Regions from separate parts of the Hordeum vulgare genome. Here regions 1 and 3 are each linked to region 2. Evidence: chromatin contacts called from public Hi-C data. All regions are on one chromosome and are shown on one strand. The core of a region is the stretch at or near the end of the contact, and the rest is flanking DNA. Distances in the headings are between cores, read along the strand shown.

Region 1 (3,036 bases), core at 413-2,912, 690 kb after region 2:
TACCGAAGGACAAAGGGAACATCATACGGGATTAACTGAATCCTTGACATAGAGGTTCAACCAATAAAGATCTTCGTAGAATATGTAAGAGCCAATATGGGCATCCAGGTCCCACTATTGGTTATTGACCATAGAGATGTCTCGGTCATGTCTGCATAGTTCTCGAACCCGCAGGGTCTACACACTTAAGGTTCAGTGACGTCTCAGTATAGTTGAGTTAGTGTTGGTAACTGAAAGTTGTTCGGAGTCCCGGATGTCACGAGGAGCTCCGAAATGATCAAGAAGTAAAGATTGATATATAGGAAGTCCTATTTTGGTCACAGAAAAACTTTCGAACTCATCGGTACTGTATCGGGAGTACCGGGAGGGTACCGGGGACCATCGGGAGGGGTGTCACGCCCCGAGGGGCCTTATGGGCTGTGGGAGGATACAAACCCACCCCTAGTGGGCTGACATAAGCTCCCGCTAAGGCCCATGAGGTTTGAGAGGCAAAAAAACTCAAAGATGAAAAAGGTGGAAATGGTTTCTAAGTGGAAAGGAGGAATCCTAGTAGGATTGGAGTAGGACTCCTTCACCTCCAATTTCGGCCAAACCTTGAGGGTTTGTGGCTGCCTCCTCCCCTCCCTCCCTACTATATATACTAGAGGTATTGAGGGTTTTTGAGACACAGAAAAACAGCCACTTGCTCCCTCTACTTCTCTCTAGATCTGTTTTTCCTCTAGTCTAGTTCGGCGGTGCTTAGGTGAAGCCCTGCTGGATTAGTTCACCACCACCACCACCACGCCGCCGTGTTGGAGAACTCATCTACCTCTCCACCCCTCTTGCTGGATCAAGAAGGCGGAGATCGTCATCGAGTTGTACGTGTGCTGAACGCGGAGGTGTCCTCCGTTCGGCACTAGATCGGGACGGATCGTGATGGGATCGCGGGACGGGTCGTGATGAGATCGTGGGACGGACTGCAATTTGGATCGCGAAGATGTTCCACTACATCAACCGTGTTATATACGCTTCCGTTTAGCGATCTACAAGGGTATGTAGATTAACTCTCCCCTCTCGTAGATGATCATCACCATGGATAGATATTGCGTGTGCGTAGGAATTTTTTTTCCCATACGACGTTTCCAAGAGTAATGTGCATGGATAGGGTTTGATTCTCGGCGGCCGGCTTAAATAGTCAGGTCAGGGCACTAGGAGGTCCGCTGGAGCGGGCCATGCAGTGACGATGGAAATGTCCATCAAACCGTCGTATTTTCGGACGATTTTCTAAAGAACCTCATCGTGAGTCCGACGTGATGGACGTGTCCGGACGGCTCTATAACTTCCCCATAATTAAGAAACCGGTCAATTCAGATGTTTGAGCCCCTTTAAGTAGTCCGTTTGAATTTTTTTTGTGACCGTCCAATGACTGAGTTGTATGTTCTAATATTTGGAACATTTTAGGACGCCCGGTGGTAGATGATCCTACTATCGGTACACACGTGATGACTTGAGGATGTTCCGAGTCGATCCATTTGCCGTCCATGTCGCCCCTGAATGGCTGACATGCATGATCGTCACCACCGATCGATTTGCGCGTGTGTAATTAAATTAAGCACGTAACAGCCAGTGGGGGCGCACCCGGACCTGATACCGATCGATCTGTCGATACCTAGCGCTAGCGTACGTTCAAAGGAGCCCGTAAATGCGAAAGGTACTCGGCATACGTACGTACGTACCTGGCTGTTCTACTGTGACTGGACCGCGCAGTGTTAGCGTTACGTGCGTGCTGCTCGTGGCTAGGCTACAGGGGTAGGCCCGGATGGATCACTCGGAACTGCTTCACTGTACCGTGCGCACATTCCCGTGGCCGTGGGACGGAACGGGAAAGGGACCGTTGATACGTTTCCCCAAGGGTATAAATGTCGCCAAGTGAACCTTTGACCAGCTCCTGCGTGTTTTGACTTTTGCCACGGTTTTCGTTTCATCTTTTAGGTCGAGTACGTGCCTGCGGTCAGATGGTCGAGGATTTCTACCGTGAGCAGTAGGAGCCGTTGTTATTTTCTTGGGGCCAGTTCATCCTCGTTGACCCGGATTCGATTTCTAGAATTTGCACCGCGTGTCGTTGTTCCGAATGAACTGTAAGCTCGGTGATAAACTGTGAGTTGAGTGATACGACGGGTGCTCAGCATCTGATTTGTGAAAGACGTACACTTACATGTACTCCATGTTGTTTACTTAGAGCATCTACAACCACAACCGAATTCTTTAAACCCGTTCGGTCATTGTTTGGTCAAAAAATTTTATCCAGTTAGATCCCAGAAACGAGCCTCAAACGTCTGATTGACAGGCATCCCTCATATCCAATCCAAATATGAGACGGATATGTGGAGCCTCAACACGTCTGAGGCACACTCGTGTGGTCCGCACTAGCACGCATCGATACCACATATATTCGTACCCATCCACTTGCCGGACCAAATACTAGCCACTTCACTTCACCCACATCCGACACCAAGCTCACCTCCGGTGATCACCGACCTTCTCCGACATGGCGGACAGCGGATTTGAGTCCTTCACCTCCAGATGTGTCGATCATGAGCTCATCCCACGAGCGGATCCACGTTACATGTAATAATATGGATTTGAGGTTTTTAATTTAAGGTGACCAGTTGTAAAATATATTATTGAAGGCGTGACCGATCGGTATGGGTGGATGCGTCCGTAGGCGTTTAAGGGACCGGATTTACAAGTTACGGTTGTAAATGCTCTTAGATATCTTTAGCAACAACATGCAAATTTTCTCTCACATTCGTCTATGGACAGAAAAATCAGCCCGCGGACACGAATGTAAGAGACCACCATCGAACACCATTCACATACATTTCAACCCATATTTAAAAACCGGACAAAATTCATGAAAACCGATTGATATTCATCAAAATTCGAATGAAAAGTAACACAGATCATCGATACATAGCAGGAAATTAAGTATAGTACAACATTGTCTCAAATTCGACTAGATTAATCGAAAGTCTAACAGGTTTTTTATCCACGGAT
Region 2 (3,227 bases), core at 210-2,709:
AATGATCAAAATAGGAGTGTGCTCCCCATGTTTAGGGCAAATCCTATTTATCGGGCGCCTGCAGAGCAACCCCTCAATGAGCGATCTGGGCTGGCCCATATAACTTCTGTTTATTCTGTAAAAATGATCAAAATAGGAGTGTGCTCCCCATGTTTAGGGAAAATCCTATTTGGCGCTTATGCGCCCGTTAACAAACGGGCGCCTGCAGAGCAACCCCTCAATGAGCGATCTGGGCCGGCCCATATAACTTCTGTTTATTCTGTAAAAATGATCAAAATAGGAGTGTGCTGTAGGAGTCGATCTCGTGATCGGTTGTTACATCTACGACGACCGTAACCACTACGACATCGACCAATTAGTTATTCCTAATTTATTTTCTCTTATTTGTTCTCTCATGTGGCGTGAGTCCTTCCAAGCCATTTTTTTCTTTGTTCGTGGTCATTTCAGGATGGATCATTTCTTTTTCTTTCTTTTGTTCTTTTTTCTGTTTTCTTTCTCATTCGATGATTTTGTTTTAAATTCATGAAATTTTTTCTTCAAAATTGATGATTTTTCCCAAATTTGTTGTACGTCTTTTCAAATTCAATGTTTTTTTTTAAATTTGATGAACTATTTTCAAATTGGATGAATTTCTTTCTAAAATCAATTATTATTTTTCAATTTCGTTGAATAGTTTTTAGGTTAGATGAACTTTTTTCGAATTTGGTGAACTTTTTTTTCAAATTTGATGAACTACTGGCACATTCGACGATTTTTTTTAAAAAACGATGAACTTTTTTCTAATTTGATGAACTTTTTTATCATTTGGTCAACATTTTTCAAATTCACTGACCTTTTTTTCAAGTTCAATGTTTTTTTTCAAATTTGATTTTTTTTTTCAAATTGGATGAACTATTTTCTAATTCGATGATTTTTTAAATGATCAACTTTTTTCTAATTTGATGATCGTTTTTTATAATTTGATGAACTTTAAAAAAAATCAGTGAACTGTTTTTCAAAATTTGTGAACTTTTTGCAAATTCAATGGTTTTTTTTGCGAAAAATGATGAACTTTTATCAAATTCGAGGAACATTTTTTAAAAATAGGTATTTTTTTCCAAATTTATGAACTTTTTTCAAATTTGATGAACTTTTTCGAAAAATATTGAATTTTTATAAATTGGAATGATTTCTTAAAATTGGTTAATGTTTTTAAAATTCGATTAACTTAGAAAAGTTATTAACATTTTTGAAATTTTATGAACGTTTTTTTAGAATCAGTGAACTTTTTTGAATTTGATTGACTTTAGAGAAAAATATGATCGTTTTTAAAATGCATGAACTTTTTAAAATATCAATTTTTATTTTATTTTCTTCTTTATCATTAAAGTTAAAGTTTATTGGGCCGCCCCAGTATGGGGCGCTGCAGGTGCCAGGAGCGGGAATGGGCGCCTGCAGTACGGACCACCCCATGTTTAGGTACCGCTTGTAGGGAGCTCGATCACACCAACAGGAGCTCCCGTCATGGGCCGGTCCACATCATTGTGTGCACCGTGGTTTTCTGCCCGTCCAACATTTGGTTTGGTTATATGTTTTTGTTTTTATTGCTGGTATTTGCTAGCTTCTATAGCATTCATGACATTTTATAAATAATATTCATACTTCAAAAAATATTTGTACCACTCCAAAGAAAATACACGCTTAAAAACTATTCATAACATTTTTTAAAATGTTTGTGCCATTCAGACAAATGTTCATGATGTTTAAAAAAGTATTTATCATCTGTTTCAAAATGTGCATGGTATGTATATAATTCTTTTTTCGTTTACTTAAATATGTTAAACATATTTTTGGAAATATTCACTATACATTATAGAAATATGTACCATATATTATAAAAATGTTGGACCTGTATTGAAAATATATTCAACTTGCGTTTTAAATTGTTCACCATGTATTTAAATAATGCTGAACATGCATTTAAAAAAATGTTCAAGTGTATTTAAGAAATATTCAACGTGTATGTAAAAAATATTTAACATGTACTTACAACAGGTTTGACGTCTATTTATAAAAATGTTATGCATATTTGCAAATACAAATATGTAATAAATAGAAATAATATATAGAACAGTAAAAAGAGAAAAAACATAAGAAAAAAACCCCGTAAAAACTTGAAACAAAACAGAAAACAGATTAATAAAACATAGAAAAGGAGAAAAGGAAGCATATGACGAAATCTTCTGAGAATAACAAGGAATGGATTGCCCACAGACCATCTTGCAGTACGCTAGATATAGCAAAAATATTAGGCCAGATATAGACCCCTAAAAGAAATATAAGTTGATTCTAGAAAAACATTATGTCCTGTTTGGAATGGGTGTAAGTTTTTACACCCGTATTAATTTTACACTTATGACTTACCGACCACGTCTTGTTTTCTATGTAGAATAAAAACAACGAAAGAAGGTATGTATCCTAAACCGGCCACAAACGAGCTTAAACGCTGATCCAAACGCGACCTTAGGCGGGACAAAAGCTTTTGTGTCCGCTAAAGGCTATCTTGTCCACGACCTCTTGCATGGACGCAGCTTGAGTGACTTGATGAAGCTGAGTCTCACCGTAACTTAACCTTCTGTTTTAGCCACTCATTAATGATCCGACGTATCAGATTGACCCAGATTTCAAATGATTTTTTATAAGAGCTCAGAAAAATGATTTTTTTTCCAATAAATTATAAATGTTGCGTTTTGTATTTATCAAAAATTCAATCCATTTGGATGTATCGTTTTTGAATAAAGATTATTTATTCATTTGAACTCAAAAGGATATTAAGTCACAAACCATACATCCAAATGGCTAGAAACTTTCTCAGAATACAAATCGAAACATTTATGATTTATTGATTTTTTTTTCAATTTTTTCTGAAGACTTTTAAAAAAATTGTTTGAAATCTTAGTCAATTTGATAAGTCGGATCTTTAATGGATGGCTAAAATAGAGGGCTAAATTACGATGAAACTTGACTTTATTAAGTCACTGAAGCTGCGTCCCTCTTGCATTCCGTGTGTGGGCTATTTTCAGTCGTTTCCAGCAGTTACCAAGGCGCTGAAAATTGCCTAAAAAAACCAAGGTGCTGAAAAAGAAGAGCAGTAACCAAGGGAAAAATACAAGTCAATACCCTTTCACCCCACCCTCCTAACGACTTAAGTCGTCTGTTTTGTCTTTGTTAATTCAAGATTGGTTTAA
Region 3 (3,288 bases), core at 424-2,923, 880 kb after region 2:
AACCAAAAATGAAATAAAAGAAAAAGGAAAAATTAACAGAAAAAAAGAAACAAAACTGGTCTGGTCAAGTCGGGGCGGCCGCCCTGTGCGGCGCAGAGAGTCCCTCACGCAATGAGCGGCACGTAGGAGCTCCCGTGTGTTTGCAGAATCACGACAATTCGAGGGTTTTCTGAATAAGAGCACCCTATATAAAGTAACCTACATCATGGGGAGTCATTAGTTAGCGAGTGCTCCTGCGAAAGTCTTCCAGCAAGCAGCTCCGCGCACTGCCATTTGATGCGTTCTCAGCCGCCGCCACGTGTCGAGCTCTGAGTGTTTCTTTCGGATTTATTTTTATTTTTTCGTACGCGTTTGAGGCTTTTTAGATTGGGTTTTTCTGATTTGTTTTTGGTGTTTCGGTTTTTCATCTGTCTTTCTTAGCCTTTTGACGAAAATCCCATAAAAAAAATAATAAAAAAAATCACGAAAAGACGCGTTCTCTGTTTTTTTCGCAAGAGGCATGTTTTTTTGCTTTCTCAAGAGACACGATTTTGCCTTCGCGAGGGGCACCGACGAGCGTTTTGGAAACAAAAAAAATGTGTTTTCTGTTTTTGTACGAGAGTCACGGTTTTGCTTCTTGGAGAGGCACGATTTTATTTCCACGAGAGGCACGTTTTGGCCTTCGAGAGCCGTGCCTTTTGGAAAGGAAAAAAAATGTATTTTCTGTTTTTTTCTGCGAGAAGCACAGTTTTGTTTCCGCGAAAGGCACGATTTTGCCTTTGTGAGAGGCATGCCCGTGCCTCTCGGAAAGGAGTTTTTTTCGTGAGAGACACGATTTTGCTTCCATGAGAGATACGGTATTGTCTTAGTGAGAGGCACGGGCATGCCTCTCTGAAAGGAAAAAAACGCGAAAAAACATGTTTTTTTTTCTTTAGCGAGAGGCACGGTTAATTTGGTCCGTTTTTTTTGTGAATTTTTTTTCGTCAAAACCTATGAACATGGGATCTAGTTTTGAAGATCTCAGCGCGAGAAATTCAACGGTTCAAGATATGGGCGCACGGTTTAGAAGATAAAACATTTTAAAAATACGAATCTACGAAAAAGGGAAAACTTACAAGTGACACGCATGTAGTACGCCACTTATCGCAACTTGAGAGGTGGGAGCGATCTTTGAAAGGAGTGAGCTTGTTTGGGATTGCTCTACTCCTTAAAATCCAGCTGTGCTTCATAAAAGACAAGCCAAACAGGGTAGCTCCATGATATGCTCCTCCGCAAAATAACTAGAATCTGGGATACGCCTTCAAAGTTTTTATGAAGCCCCTGAGAGGGTGCTCTAAAAACGCTAAAAGCTGGAGCTGGGGGGAAATTATCCACCACTGCCACTAGTAAGTGGATACCCCTTCATTATCTTTTCCCTCAACCAATGAAATAGATTCTTTTCATCAAATTTTCTATTTTTGAAGCTCGAGCTAGATTGAAGCCAAATATTTTTTTGATAGTGCTTTAGCTTATGTAGGAAACTGCTGAAAGTGAATTTGATAAAGTAAAACTTATTTTAATAAATTGAAGCAGTTCCAAACAGGGCCTAAGGATTTCATACATCGTGTAGCAAAGGAATCTCGATACTGGGCTGACCAGTTAAACGTCGCCTGTAGGCAGTTCGTATTGAGAATTGTCACGGGGGACATATAGCCCTAGCTACATTGGCTCGCGACCTGGGCCGATGTAGTAAGTAACTAGGCTTCCTCACCCGGTCACTCCTATGATATGCCATTTTTTTTCTCGTCGTTAATTTCGCTCATGTCTGCAGGTCCACTGTACTGGGAAAAAAGTTTTGTCTTTGAAAAAAATAATGAATTCAAAAAGTCCAATTATGATTTAAAAAACACGAAATTCATAACAGTTCATGATTTTTTTATCAAATTTGGAAAATAAATACAAAATTAATAAAGTTCATAAATTTATACAGTTTATGCATATTATAAAAAAATCATGAACTTCGTAATGTTCAATAATTTAAAACCAAAATCTCAAATTTCCAATAAGTTCATGAATTTCAAAATAGTTCATGGGTTTGAAATATTTCACAAATTTGTGAATGTTTTCTAATTTGAGAAAAGCTTGTTTCAACCCATAAACATTTCATGGAAATTACATAAAATTTGTAAATGTTTTGTAAAAGTCAACTATCAAAGGTGCCTAGTCTAAGGACCGCGATCAATTATCAGTATGATACTAGGTTGGCCCTTTCCGAGCATTGAGTGAGAGATGCTACTTTAGACAAGCGACGCGAAGACTATATCGCATCTATACTATAAAAGGCACGACACGACAGATCCAACTTACAATCTAAGTCGTCTAATCACCCAATCAATGATTTAAAACGATCGTTAACAAAACTAACGAAAAGCTAATCCCGCTTCATCTCCCTCCTTGTGTCCCATCATCCACTAACCATACCGTCCTAGAAAAAAACCATCCATCTGCACGACCTCCTCCTCCTCCTGCCCAAACTGTCGACGACTCCTTCTCCCGCCCCGCCATTGCCGGCCCTCCTCTCCCCGCTACTCGCGCCTCACCACCGTCGGCCCTCCTCTCCCTGCGCCCCGTCACCGCGGCCTTCGTGCCCCACACCCCACCACCACCGTCCCTCCTCTCCCCGCAGCCCGCCACCGCAGCCTCCACGCCCCGCGCCCAGCCACCCCCGTCCCTCCTCTCCCCACGCCCCGCTCCCCGCCGACCCTCCCTGAGCCCGCGGCATGGCGGCACGGAGCTCTCTGCCGGCGGTTGGCCCGCACCGATGACGCCCTCCCGCCTGAAGTGCCTTGCCTCGTCTCTCATGGATGACGTCGTCCAGCCTCCGAGTCAAAGCGTCTACGATGCAGTCCTAGGCTCTTGGTTGCTATCTCGCTTGCGAGCTTCCTCCATGCTCAAGGTCAGGGAATATGGATTCCTCTTCTGAATTCGATGTTTTTTGTTGTTAGATTGCCCCTTTTCCCTTTTTTGGTTACGGTACTCTTTCCGTGCTTGTGATAATTCGACAGTGTTTTTGGCGAGGATGTGAGATCCCTCCTTTTCTCCTTTCAATATGTCAAATTGATTTTATGTAGCATTTTTTGATCTTATTTTCCTAATCCAACTCCTTTGCACGAATCTGAACCTGACGATGACCAGAGAATGATGTATGTGAGAGGTACCAGTGTTACCTCATAAGCATATCAAAATATAAGCATCCATTGTATAATTATTCAGTTATACTGTAATCCATGCCTCAACAGTCGACTAGATTAAACGAGATGATGGACATTG

What was found. A called contact is a pair of places that touch in the nucleus more often than the background predicts.
Region 1: a contact with region 2 is called in a Hi-C map of seedling, with 7 times the contacts expected there. The contact joins two enhancer-like sites. A contact is called at or near these places in 3 of 6 Hi-C or Micro-C datasets (leaf and seedling).
Region 3: a contact with region 2 is called in a Hi-C map of leaf, with 5 times the contacts expected there. The contact joins two enhancer-like sites. A contact is called at or near these places in 2 of 6 Hi-C or Micro-C datasets (leaf and seedling).

What each region holds. Positions count from the first base shown.
Region 1 is chr5H:421,793,924-421,796,959 of MorexV3_pseudomolecules_assembly, forward strand. No RefSeq gene overlaps it. Among protein-coding and RNA genes, the nearest start is that of LOC123395973, 87 kb to the right of the region's middle. Within about 2 kb of position 1,663, at least 3 of the 3 cell types and tissues checked have open chromatin away from gene starts, as enhancers often do. A contact at or near this core is called in leaf and seedling, where this site is marked.
Region 2 is chr5H:421,101,397-421,104,623 of MorexV3_pseudomolecules_assembly, forward strand. No RefSeq gene overlaps it. Among protein-coding and RNA genes, the nearest start is that of LOC123395936, 18 kb to the left of the region's middle. Within about 2 kb of position 1,460, at least 3 of the 3 cell types and tissues checked have open chromatin away from gene starts, as enhancers often do. A contact at or near this core is called in leaf and seedling, where this site is marked.
Region 3 is chr5H:421,977,743-421,981,030 of MorexV3_pseudomolecules_assembly, forward strand. No RefSeq gene overlaps it. Among protein-coding and RNA genes, the nearest start is that of LOC123395973, 97 kb to the left of the region's middle. Within about 2 kb of position 1,674, at least 3 of the 3 cell types and tissues checked have open chromatin away from gene starts, as enhancers often do. A contact at or near this core is called in leaf and seedling, where this site is marked.